Linked DNA regions of Rattus norvegicus: region 1 is linked to region 2. Evidence: chromatin contacts called from public Hi-C data. All regions are on one chromosome and are shown on one strand. The core of a region is the stretch at or near the end of the contact, and the rest is flanking DNA. Distances in the headings are between cores, read along the strand shown.

Region 1 (6,245 bases), core at 3,245-5,744, 140 kb before region 2:
GATAAATACAGATGAGGTAGAGGAGGGGATATGAAGTTGGAGAGGCAGTTCTTCGCGTGCGTGAGGTTAAAAGTGAGTTGGAAAATAGGAAGATAGATTGAAGAGTATGCCAGTAGTAACCCAGCATCCATCTGGGCTTGAGCAAGCTGGACTAGGTCATCTAGGAAGTGGTTATGACCAGGTTGGTGCTAATAAAGTGCTTTTATCACTGGCTTTTTGATATGGAGGCCAACCTGCTGGTTAGGTGACATGAGAAAACCTGGGTGTACAGTTTCTATAATTGGTTTTACTATCGAGTACTTTCGGGTGGTAGACACCATCGGAATTTATTATTCACGTACACTTTGTTGTTTGTTTAACTTCTGTAGCTGCATATATTAACTGTGTTAGGTGGTGTTTCCAGTTTACAGAAGTGGGGGCTGAAAGGGAATGTTTTGCTCTTGGCCCTGGAGTGCTGAAGCACTGTATGTTCATCAGCTTTCAGGTGGCAGGTCATGCACTCTCTCATGGCAGTGTCTGTCTCTGTGTGACTTTACTCCCTGCTGCACAAAGGAACAGTTAGGTGTGTGGGGAAGATACTAAAGTCAAGACTGAGCGTGGGCTGACTGTGACTATAAGACCAAATCAAGCCAACGTGAGCCCCATTATTGTCTTTGGGCAAGTGGAAGCCTGACCTGGGTCCTGCAAGGAACAGAAGTGGGAACTAGAGAAGCGATAGGCTGGAGCTGGCAGGCACTGGAAACAGAGGCAGCTGGCTGGAAAATCCACATCCCCTCAACTTTCCTTCCTGAAGAAAGATGTCATTTCTTAGGACATTAAAAACACCGGCTCTGAGATGTAACTTGTATGCTACGCAGCTGAATCATTTAGCATATATAATTCTGACTTTGTATACATTCATAGAGTTGTTCAGCCATCCCAGCATCAGATTTAATTTAGAACTATTTCATCACTTCATCTGAAGCCACTTCCTACTGAGTCATAACTCCCTGATTCCTGTATTCCACCCGTGCCCCAAGTTGTGCTCATCCACTGTCTACTTTTCCCGGCAGCTTTTCTTTTGCATGCAGATAGGTCAGTGGCCCTTTGAGGCTGGCCTCCTTGCACTGCAGATTCATAGATCCATCCATGCAGAGTGGAGATGCCAGCCAGTGCTCCTGTTTTCTTTTGTTGTTGCTGCCCAGTCGTGTTCCTTTGCATGGCCGTGATATAAAATCTTAGTTATTCTGGAAAACATGGTATTTTAATGCTAGAAGGAAAGGGCAAGTGGAGTGAGACGATAGGAAGTAAGCACTGCTAGCTCGTGGGTGATGGGGGAACTGCTGAGCAAGACAGGCACCCTAGGCCTGCCTGAGTCCCTGTAACTGATAGTGGAAGAAGTGGGACACTGGCAAGGGCCTCCTGGTGGGTCATTTGTGGCAGGGCTTTAGTGCTTCTGACCTGGGCACGTGAGGCTTTCAGGGAACTTGTTGTGTAATCTTGTGTGTTGGCCAGCACATCACCCCTACAGACACTTTGTGTGGAACTGGAGAGGCCTTTGCTGAATTAATCTGAAGACATTTCCCTTGGTTCCTGCAACTCTAGATCCCTTGAGCATCTTTTAAAAAGAGCTGCCAGTTTGCTGAGAGCAGGCAGTTGTGAGATTGCTTATGACCATATGATTTGCCCAGTGCAGATAGCCCCCTTCGTTTAGGCCCTAATCCATTGGTCAGATATAGCAATCATCATTTCTATGTGGGATGTGAAGGCTAACTCAGGCCCCTGTATGTCCTTCTGAGCTGAGGTGTTTGGGAGGGTACCTTTACAAGCCAATAGGTGCCCTTCCAGGCGTCAGGTGATTTTACATTGTCCTACTGTTTCCTGCTAGTTGCTTTTATTTTATACTCCAGAGATGTGTCTTGACTGGACCTGAACTATCAGTCTGTCTAGGGAGTGAGCTGTAATTACTTGTCTTGAAGCCCTGGCTCTTCGCTGGCATGTTTTCTAACAGCCCAAGGTAGGAATATCAGCAGGGTCTTCAGCTCACTGAAGGTCATAGCTGACTTTAGTCATGTCATCCTGGTTCTGCAGTTGGGGAAACTGAGTCATAGCCAGGTCTTACTATGCCTATACTCTAGTAAAGAGTTGGGCTTGTGATACAGGGAGGGCCCTTATTATCAGTATGCACTTTCCCCAGAGCAGTTTCCTGATGGACATGTACTGTCACGACCAAGACTTGGCCTGGCCCTGCTCCACTCCAGCACTGCAGGCTTTGAGGTGTGAGTGGGTGTGAGTTTGTCAGGTTAGGGTTGTGGTGATGAAAATCTCAAGAGATGACAATGGCAAAGGCGATGGGTTCTAAGCTTAGGATCCAGACTGACAGCACCTCCCCCTGTTTGTCTGTGATGACATGATTGTAATTCCTTGAGAGTTTATTTCTATCGGATAAAAACATGTGCTGCTGCCCTAGTCTAGCAAGCAGCCATTCTACAATGCTTGCCTAAAAAATGTTGGTTATGTTGTCAGCTCCATGCCTGGTAGAACATGAAGAGAGGAGATCAGAGTCCTTCCCCTTCTTGTCCTTATTTGCTGCTCCATACCCCATTTTCTTCAGGTGTACAGATCCAGAAAGGTCTGTTTACTATGGCAGCACAGCACAGTAGTACATGTAAGCTGGGAGCTAACTCCATATTGAGACCTCCTCACTATGTGGCTTCATGTAGTCCTTTTCTCAGGCTTCCACCGATGAGTCTGGCAGAGATGGTGTGCTGCCTTGAGTGGTCTGTGGCATCCTCATGTTACTTGTGTCTCACCATGGCATGGGTGAAGTGCAGAAATGCTTTAATTAGGATGGTTATTAACTGTCAGGGCTACTCCTTCACAGAGTTGGTTTACAGTCCCCCATTATAATTTATAGCAACAGCTACTATTTATTGAATGCTTACTATGCATCAGATACACAGTAAGTACATACACCTATGTACACATCCCTTCAACACCTCATTATCCTAACGATCATTCTCTTTCCAAGGCAACTGGTAGAAGCTGTGTTTTGCAGATACATACATAGACTGAACTTTAGTGAGGTTGAGTCTTAGAGGCTGAAAATGGTGGAACAGGTATTTAACCTTAGACCTGCCTGACAGCCAGCCCATGCTTCTAACAGCTACGTTCCTGTCTCCCTTGAGTAGTTAATTTGCTGAACATTCCTGAGAAAAAACTGCCTGGTCACCAGTGCTTCTAAGATGTATACAGCAAGCACCTGTGTTAGCAAAGGGCGTCAACAACACAGTGTAAGCTAACTTGGCTTGGGCCACAGAGCCAGCACAGGGAGGAGCTGTAGAAAGACTGCTACTCAGTTCCTCAGCTATGTTGAAGGGCCTTTCTGTCCTTGAGGTCAGAACGATTGCAGGTCTTCCACAATCTCCGTTTCTGGAGAGATAGGGCTGCTCCATTTCTGGTTTATTTGGTTGGACAGGGGAGGATGTGCCTAGCCCTGTCTGAGGCCACCCAAAGGTGGTTAAAGTTCATTCCTGCACTGACTTGCTTTAGGTTCCCAAGCTTTGCCACCGAGCAGAACACCCCCCCCCCTTTCCTAGTTTAGAACGTGTGGTGCTGTGTAGGTACAAAGGACACAGCTGTTTTCTGTGGCTCCTCAGTGCATACATAGCATGTGGAGTCCTCGTCAGCTGCAAGGCAGAACAAATGCTGCTCCAGTTCTCTCCATAGAACGGGTGTACTCCCTGTAACATTGTGAAATGGGACAGAGAAACTCCTGGGGAGAGAGTGGAGCTAGGGCTGAAGGGCATCACCTCACCTAAGTCAGTTAAGTGGCCCCAGCCTGGCTCACTGACTTGGGCAGACCTCCCCAAAGGATTTGGCATGCTGTTAGGTTCTCTTTCTTCAGCGTGTGTGTGCTATACCGTTACAGAGTTATAACTCGCAATGAGATAGAGTTCTTCCAAAGTCAGTCAATCAATCTATCTACTATTTTTCCTTTCCTTTCTTTTTGTCGTTTCTTTCCTTACTTTTTCCCTGGCTTTCTTGATAGGATCTTTCTTAAGGAGTAGAGACAAACCAGAAGAGGGAATGGGACTGAGTAGCCAAGTCATGTTTCCAAGATGACAGAGCGGGGGGTGGGGGGGTGGGGGGTGGGGACGGCCAAGTTAAACAGGCTGAGTCCACTCCGTAAGGGGGGGGGATGTAGGTGTCAGATTTCAGCTCCAGAGCTGATTGTGGCCACTGTGGAAGCGTGAGACTGTCCTAAACGCCTGCAGTCATCCCGACTTACTCTTCGGAATCTTCCTTGAACAGCAGAAACTTTACTTTTTGGTGAAGGTCGGAAGTTACCATTTCCAGAGCTTGGTGGTCACAAATATTCAGAAATATGGCACAGATTTACTGCAAAATCTGAGCAGATAGATGCTCCTGCTGTTGTTTACTGTGGAGATCAGATGACAGTCTTCTCTCTTCTTCTTCCCACCCCTTTGGGAATCAACCAATCACAGAGGAATGGATTTCAGTGTTCCTAGCTTCATCCCATAAGGCCCTCCCTGGCATCTCCAGTCCTGGTAGGGCTGAGTGTTAACTCTTGGGTGTCTGAATCACAAAAGAGACAACAGTATTGACTCCGAGCCACACTAAGAGGTGTTGATTCACCGAGGATTCACTGAGCAAGGAGGAGCTGCGTTAGCTCATGTTCTGTTGCTAACTAGTAATAGAACCTTTGGAAGGCTAGTTTGTCTTTCTGGGTTTGATGCCTTATTCTACAAAATAAGAGGGGGAAGAAAAGAGACAGGAGGAGGATTATGACATAGTCTCATACAAACCACCAGGATTTCATATTCATTCATTTATATATATATCCCTAGGGTCTGAGGTGTGGTGGGGAAACCATTGTTCTACAGTAGGTGGCTATTCTAAATAGCTTACTTTTTGTTAAATTCTCACAACTCAGCAGGGCAAATACTGCTCACTCAGTTTTATAGATGAGAAAATTGAAGGCTTGTGAGGCTGTCCGACTCCCCAAGATCACTTCACTAGGAAGGCCCATCTGGCTCTAATTGCCCAGACTAGATTCCATGGATGGCAGGAAAAGCCCTGGATGTCTCACTAACCATTTCATTCTGGTACACTGAACGCTGAACGCTTCAACTCCTAGCTTTTAGCCCTGTCCTGAAGAGCTGTTACTGCTTGCTGCTGGCTAATATCCTCTAGACATTCTTCATGAGCTAAGCAGCAGCAGAAGCTGGCACAGAGGCTGGGAGAGTTATATTTCATGTCTATTAGGGGAGGGGCAGACACGTACACACACCATAGTGCATATCTGGAGGCCAGAAGACAATTTGAGGGAGTTGGTTTTTTTCCTTCTACTGTGGGACAGAGATTGAACTCAGCTGAGACATTTTTCCCAACCCTGCTTATTTTTTTTAATATGTATGTTTTAATTTTTTTAACTTATTTTTATGTGCTTTGTCTGCATGTATGTCTACCACTTGCATCCCTGGCGCCTGTGGAAGCCAGAAGAGGGGGATGTGTTAGATCCCTTGAAACTGGAATTAGACTTTTGTGAGCTGCTGTGTAGATGCTGGGAATTGAGCCTGGGTTCTCTGGAAGAGCAGCCATCTCCAGCCACACTTTTTTATGGTCTTACTATATAGACCTGGCTGGCCTGAACTTTCTGTGTAGACCAGGTTAACCTCAAACTCTGCCTGCCTCTCCTCCAGTGCTGGTGCTAATGCCATGGGTCACTACAACTGACTACCCCACCCCGCTTAACCTTTAAAGTGAGAATGTAAAGGTGCCAGCAGCTCTAACCCTTGAGATCACGGCTTTTAGCAAAACATTAGTCTCTTACATTTAGTCTTTGGTTTCCTTGCTTAGCTTTTTAAAAAGTTAGACAATATATTATGCTTTCCACTTAGATACTGTGACATTTATTCTCTTGGGATGTTTTGAGACAGCTTCACAATGTAGCTTAGGTTAAGGATAATTAGAATGAGATCAGGCTGACATGAAGGCACCACAGGTCCTGTAGCTTCGTTGCCCTGTGAGTGGCTCGCTGTATATGTAGCATTGCTGTGGATGGCCGTTGTACATCCATGGAGTTCCCAGCCACAAAGCATTCCAGAGGAAGGAGTCCTTTCAAGCTCTCAGAGAATTTACTGTAAACTTTGCTGTGGGAGAAGGCTTAGGGGAAGGAGCTTCTTTCTCCCTCCTCTCATCCTTGCTGGCTTCACTTAAGTACCTCAAGATAAAGATAAATG
Region 2 (6,170 bases), core at 2,551-5,050:
TGCTTTTTTTGGTTTTGTTTTTGTTTTTGAATTTTTGTTTTTGTTTGGAGGGGGGGTTGTTTTGGGGTTTTTTTGTTTTGTTTTTTGTTTTGGGGTTTTTTGTTCTTATTTTTGCTTTTTTTTAAAACTGTGGTTAAAAAAAAAAAAAAGATAGTGCATTTCCACGTCTGTATGTCCACGCTCAGCTTATTCTGTCGGTCACAGAAGAGGCAGTGGAGGAGGAAGGAGCTGATACATGCATTTGACCAGAAGCCAGCAGACAGAATTACCAAAGTGGATCTGGTGCTGATGGCTGGGGGGACAAGCAGAGTGGGGGCCAGCTCTGCAGCAGTGTGCCCTTCTGGCCTGACTCTGGCTGGAGGCTCTGACTGGCTGTGGCTGGAATCCACATGCCTTTCGGTAGGAGTTTGTGCTTACAAAGCAAGAGAATTTAAAAGATGCTTTTCTCTCCTCTAACCTCCTGCCTTTCTATTCGTTTTACAATCATTGACAGGTACAGCCTGAGAGTGTTGTCATGGCTTTTGGAATTACAGTGCTGGTATTCCCAAGCATGCTCTCAGACTGTGGATGAGAAACACCTCAGTACAAAAATGATCTTGAAGTGAGCTCCCAAATAGGAAAACACTTGTTTCTTTTCCTTTCAGAAATCTCAGCATCCTTGCTGGGCTGTTGCCCCTTTAATTGAGCCACTGTGCTGCAACTCCTCTGTTCTTTTATTAACATGCTACTCCCATGTCCTCAAGATTCAGGAATCGGGATCTGGGAATGGAAGAATGAATAGTCAGTGGCCAGATTTCCCCCCAGATATCTGGGCACAGTATGAGGATTAAAAGTACAAATTGTTCAGAGCCATTAAAGAGTGTGTAGAAGAGGAAAGGGGGATGTTCAATCTGATATCCCTTCATTTTTCTTGTAGCACGAAGTCAGTACAGAGTAAGAAAGGCATCGGAAAGCCTCTGCTGGGGCAGGATAAGGAACCAAGCCCTAGGCTGGCTGTCCTAACAAGTGTGCTGATGAGGACCAGTAAGGGCAGGCAGAGGCAGTTTGTCCTCACTCCAAAGCCATAGGAATTTCCATCCTCCAGAGCCTCTGAGCCTCCAGCCCTTGTGGCCACTGCATCCAGCTTCACAGTGTCCTCCAGAGTCACAGCCAAGCACCTGGACCCCTTGGGGAACACTAAGAAGACGGGCCGTGGACTTTAAGCCTACCTTTGAAGGAGGATGTAAAATTTCAAGGGTCCTCCTGCACGGGCCATGGCAGTGAAACCTGGCTTCAGTTTTGTTTCCAAAGGACTTCTTTCTCCCCCAGATCTGAGATGTATTCGAAAGGCAAGGGTCCCACAGAGGCTCCAAAATGAAGGCATTAGGAAACCGGAGTGTCAACGGGCTCCCTGGTCAGTTCACCTGAGGGATCGCTGCTAAGGGGAGTAGTTCAGAGACATGAGCTTGGGTTTTGTTAGGGTCTGTTTTAGGGTTATTTTATTGGGGTTTGGTTCTGTTGTTGTTGTTGTTGTTGTTGTTGTTGTTGTTGTTGTCGTCGTCGTTGCCTCTGCCTCTACACATTTTTGAGTGATAAATGATTCATGTCCCTGAATTAAAGTGGCTGACGTTTGACTGCATCAAGCATCCTTTTGTAAGCAGGGAGGCCTTGGCCTACGGCTGACACGTACCGTCTTGCTCTCAGATCCTATCTCCCATTATATCTGAAGAGACAACGTGGAAGCTGGAGAGCTCAGTGTAGTCATTGATTCTGGGACAACGTGTGAAATAGGAAACGAGACAGACTGCCTGCCACTGGCCACTTATGGAGTCCCTTCCCCGAAGCCAAAGTTTGGTTTGTTGTTGCTGTTATGACAGTCTTCATTGTATGTGCATAAATATTTTAGTTAGGGGAAGGGATAGGCTGGGGCCTCTTGGAGTTCTAGAGAATGGGGGCAGAGGGATTTTCCTTTATTTTGTTTCTTTTTGAGAAAATTTACTGGCTAAAGGAACAGACATTTTGGGTCTTTGTTTAATAAGGGCCATTCTCACAAAAAGGCAAGCCCCTTCACCTGGTGGAGACTAGGCCAGTCCCTCGACAATTGTATCCACAAAGGGCAGAAAGGGAGGAAGAATTGAAGAAGGCATCTTTCTTCCTGGACAGGAGTAAGGGTGGTCATAGCAGGGTGAAAAGGACAGTCCCCATGGCCCATGCCGGAGGGGCCAGAGGGGCCTTCGTGCACTTCAGTTCAGCTGGTTCTGGCTGAGGCCTCCAAGGCCAGTCTGTTTGCCAGCACGTCTCTGCTGCATGTACAGGGACACTCTCCGGTGGGTGCCACTTCCTCAAGCTCCTTCCAAGGAACACTAGATGGAGTTGGCTTTTTATGCAAGGGTCTTTGGATTTCAGGGTGAGCACTGAGAGTTTGGCTCCCCCAAGTGTCTGGGTTTCACTGTATTGGCCTCATGGTTGGTCCTCAAGGCCACTGTGTTGGTGTGTTGGACTGATTTAGGAAGCAGCAGGCTAGAGGAGAAAGGCATTTTGTGACTCTGTTAGAGGATTCTGGCTGATGATTTCAAAAAGATGGCTGACGCTGAATCGCAGTGAGAAGGGTGTTTTCAGTTTCAAAGGCTTCTGCAGCCTGGACTTTTCTATGCTGCAAATCTTACTAGAAGCTGGGCTCCTTTAAGGAGACTTGTAGTGAAAACGTTTGTCTGGCTGTTCCCCTTTCAGCCCGGAGAGCTGCCTTAGGTCTTTACTAGAATTTCTGTGTTACTTAGTTCAACCTCAGCCCAGAAGCACCTTGCTACTACTTGTCATTTTAGGGCTCTCAGGTTTCCAGGAACCTCTGTCACCGTCACCCTGCAGCAGCCGATGTCTGAACTGAGCCTGCGTTCTTCCTTCCCTTGGAAACCGCCTGGAGCTCAGCTCATAGTTTAAGGAGAGCTTGTGGCTGTTCCTCAAACATGGACTCCTCAGGGGCTGAACTGTTTAGTTTAGGCTGTGCTTTCTTAGAGATGCAGCCAGCAGGAGTGGCCACCTGCATCCTGCACCTAGTCATGTAGCTTCCAGACACGAGGGCTGTAAAATGAGAAGGGCACGAGGCTATGCAAGAAGAGCATGATGTGCCCCTCCCTCCCTGTGCCAGGTAAATGAGGCCAGCCAGGGGCAGTCTGGACCTCGGGTGTCGGAAGGCGGGAAGCTGCCTGGCGATCCTTCCCCTTTGGCCAGCCAGTTCTCCACTACTCAAAATCTAGCATGGCAGTGTCTGCAAAATCGCAGGCTTTCCCCCGGCTGTTAGGAGCAAAGGGACTTTGGGGGGTGGGGACGGGGTTGTGGTGTTTTAAAGCATAAGTTACCTGTTTGCACTGTTTTCAGATAGGAAACAATAGTGGGCACGGTGAACATCTAATGTAAACGTGTGTTTTATTTTGTCATGCTCTTGAGAATGTCTGATCATTTGTAGTATACACCAGTAACACTTGATTCTCTGTTGCATAAAACACTATATTTTTGGAAATGTTGCTGTCCCACCCTTCCCTCTCCTGTGTACCTCCTTTACCCTTGCTTCCTCATCAGCCAGGCAGTTGCCATCCCTGGGCTAGAGCGGGAAACAGGGCCCCACCCCAAGCGGGCTCTGGGTGTCCTAAGCCAGCATGTGCCCTCTAGGTTACTGAGTGCAGGACAGTCCCTTGGCAGCTTTCCTTTTGAAAGGCTCACCAACTACCACAGGTTGCCAAACTCTTCAGCAAGGCACTAGAAATGAGCCAGGGGGCACGGGTCCCTGAAGTCTTGTGGTTGGCTGTGGAAGCCATGTTCTTATGCAAGTTACCAAAACTGTAGCCAGTTACAGTGTACTCAGGAAAAACGGTGGATGAGCTCAGCCATGGCGGTGCTGGCTGGCAGGGATGGGAACTGAGGACTGCCCATCAGCCAAGACCTCCCACCCAGGGGGCAGCCCTCTGTACATGCCAGCGCTGGGGGGTGGGGAGGGCTGCATTCACCCTGGCAGGCAAAAAGGGAACAGCGATGCTCTTTCCTTCCCTCCCTCTTCCGGTTACCAATGCCAGATTCCCAGGGGCACGCAAGTTTTTGAGTTTTTCAAAAAATGCTTTTGGTTTGGTTTTTCCGGGGACTGATGTGCTTTAATCGCTGTCTGTCCCCATCAGGACGCCTAGCTTAGCTCTTTTCTCGTATTTTCTGTTCACAGTATTTTTGTGTGCCTGCTTGTTGGGCAGCTCATTTTGGCTGCATTATATATGGAGTGATGAACTGATCCTTTTCTTTCCCTAAGAGACATGACTTTCCCTGTGTCAGCATTCAGCTTGTGAATAGCTAGAGACACCCTGGGGCTGACACGTGTAAGTTAGAGCTGCAGAGCGAACTGAGGCGCTCTCTCAGTTTTTGAGTCTCCATCTTCTCAAGGCTCAAAGTACCACAGAACCTCGCTCTCCTCCACACCTCTGTGGCAGGGAGTGGCCTGCCTAGCACGTGTGGTTTCCCTGTGGCAGGACAGGTACCACTGGGACATGGGGGCATACTCGGATGCTTGTCCAATTGACCACCCAGCTGTGTCTCCTTCCTTCCCATCCTCTCCCAGAGTCACCTCCTAGGGCACCCGAGCTGCTTGCCCAGGGTCCTGTTTCCCTGCTAACTCCAGAGAAGCACCCAGGGCTTTGTGACAGTCTCTAACTCCCTCTCTCCCTCTCTCCCTCCTCCTCAAGAATCATATTGTATAGTAGCTTTCAGACCATACAGTATTCATTGGGTTACTCCTATTATTATCAAGTAGCTGGAATTGTGAAGGTTGGAGTAGTTAGATCTTTAGCTTTTATTCATTATTTTTTGTATTACTCTCCATGTGTATAAATTATTGATCATGTTGCTGGCTTTTATAAACTCTTAGCAAAGGAGGGGCCCTGCCTCAGCCTTTGCAAATGGTAACGAAGCACTGTTTTTAAATAAAAGAGAGAAACACCACCTCTGGCTGGTTTTGGCTCCTTTCTGCCTGAACTCCAGGCTCTGACCTGGAAAGAGGAAGAGAAACCACACCACTGCTTCCTGGGGGGCTTCTAAGTGACCAGAAGCTAGGAGGGAGGGACCCCTGCAGCTGTTCTCTAGCTGGCAGCAGACTTCCAACTGAAGTGAAGTGCACTGCTGCTTCCCTTCAGCCTCCCCCTGCCCACTTGCAAGGCCTCAGGCACTACACGAGCTCCACTGACCTGAACTCCCCCTCCCCCCAGGTAAGTGCCTGCTTCCCGGCTCCTGCTCCTGTCCCCATCTTCACTGTCACTGTGTGGAATGCCTCTGCTGTTAGACTGGCCTTCAACCACCCTTCACTAGTGCTTTCCATGCCAATATCCCAGATACCTAGTTTCCCCAGTCACTGCCTTCCTGAGTCGTCGAGAGCATGGAGATCCTCTCATAGACTCTGAGTGGATTTCTGCTCTCAAACGTGTAAACCCGGGCTTCTTCCTTCTCCTTACCTGCCCTAACAGTCTTCAGCTCTCGGGCTAATCCTTACCCCACCCCGATGCTCTGCACCTAACCTTCCTACTTTATCGGCTATGGGCCCTGTCTCCTCTCTTGGCCTTTTCCCGACTAGGGTCTTCAATCTTAAATAGTTTCTAAATTTTCCCCCACTAGAATCCCAAGGTCTCTTCTCCATGAATAAGCTGCCACCCACCACCTCTGCTTGCCCTTCTCCCTGCCACCTGGCCTTCCAAATGAGGAAGCAGCCCCCTGAGGAGAGGACAGCAGGCCCAGTCCCTGGTGGTGTGCCTGCACGGTGACCTCTGGCTTCTCAGCTGCCTCCGAGGGCCCTGGAACTGGCAGATTCCCCAAACACACAGCAGCAACACATGCCTGGAGAGCTTGGGGCTCTCTGGGCTGTCCCTTGTGCTGATGCTCTTACCACCCACACTGCCACTGCCACTAAAGGCCTTTGACTCTGACCAGGCTGTGTTTGTGACAGGATAGTGCGTTCACTTCAAAGGAACAGAAACTGAGCCTGACCATGTCTCCTCACTAAACACTGAAACTAAGGATCGTGTCCAAAGCCACATGGGAAGGGGCAGGGCAGGAGCTTCTGGCCTTACATGTGCCTCAAAATGTCACTAAGTCCAATAGTGTCCTCTACCCATGAACTAACCGTGGAGAAGCTTGTTTCTCACCATTAGGGGAACATCAAGTTG

What was found. Hi-C and Micro-C count contacts between places; a contact is called where the count stands out from the background.
Region 1: a contact with region 2 is called in a Hi-C map of Schwann cells, with 2.7 times the contacts expected there. The contact joins two enhancer-like sites. A contact is called at or near these places in 3 of 12 Hi-C or Micro-C datasets (Schwann cells, hepatocytes and psoas muscle).

What each region holds. Positions count from the first base shown.
Region 1 is chr7:110,831,105-110,837,349 of GRCr8, reverse strand. The region is part of intron 2 of Rbfox2 (RNA binding fox-1 homolog 2); the gene reads left to right. Among named protein-coding and RNA genes, the nearest start is that of Rbfox2, 100 kb to the left of the region's middle. Within about 2 kb of position 4,494, at least 33 of the 93 cell types and tissues checked have an H3K27ac peak or open chromatin away from gene starts, as enhancers often do.
Region 2 is chr7:110,690,016-110,696,185 of GRCr8, reverse strand. Rbfox2 (RNA binding fox-1 homolog 2) reads left to right here. Exons shown (of 14, transcript NM_001414967.1): 14 at 1-4,956. Among named protein-coding and RNA genes, the nearest start is that of Mb, 45 kb to the right of the region's middle. Within about 2 kb of position 3,800, at least 17 of the 93 cell types and tissues checked have an H3K27ac peak or open chromatin away from gene starts, as enhancers often do.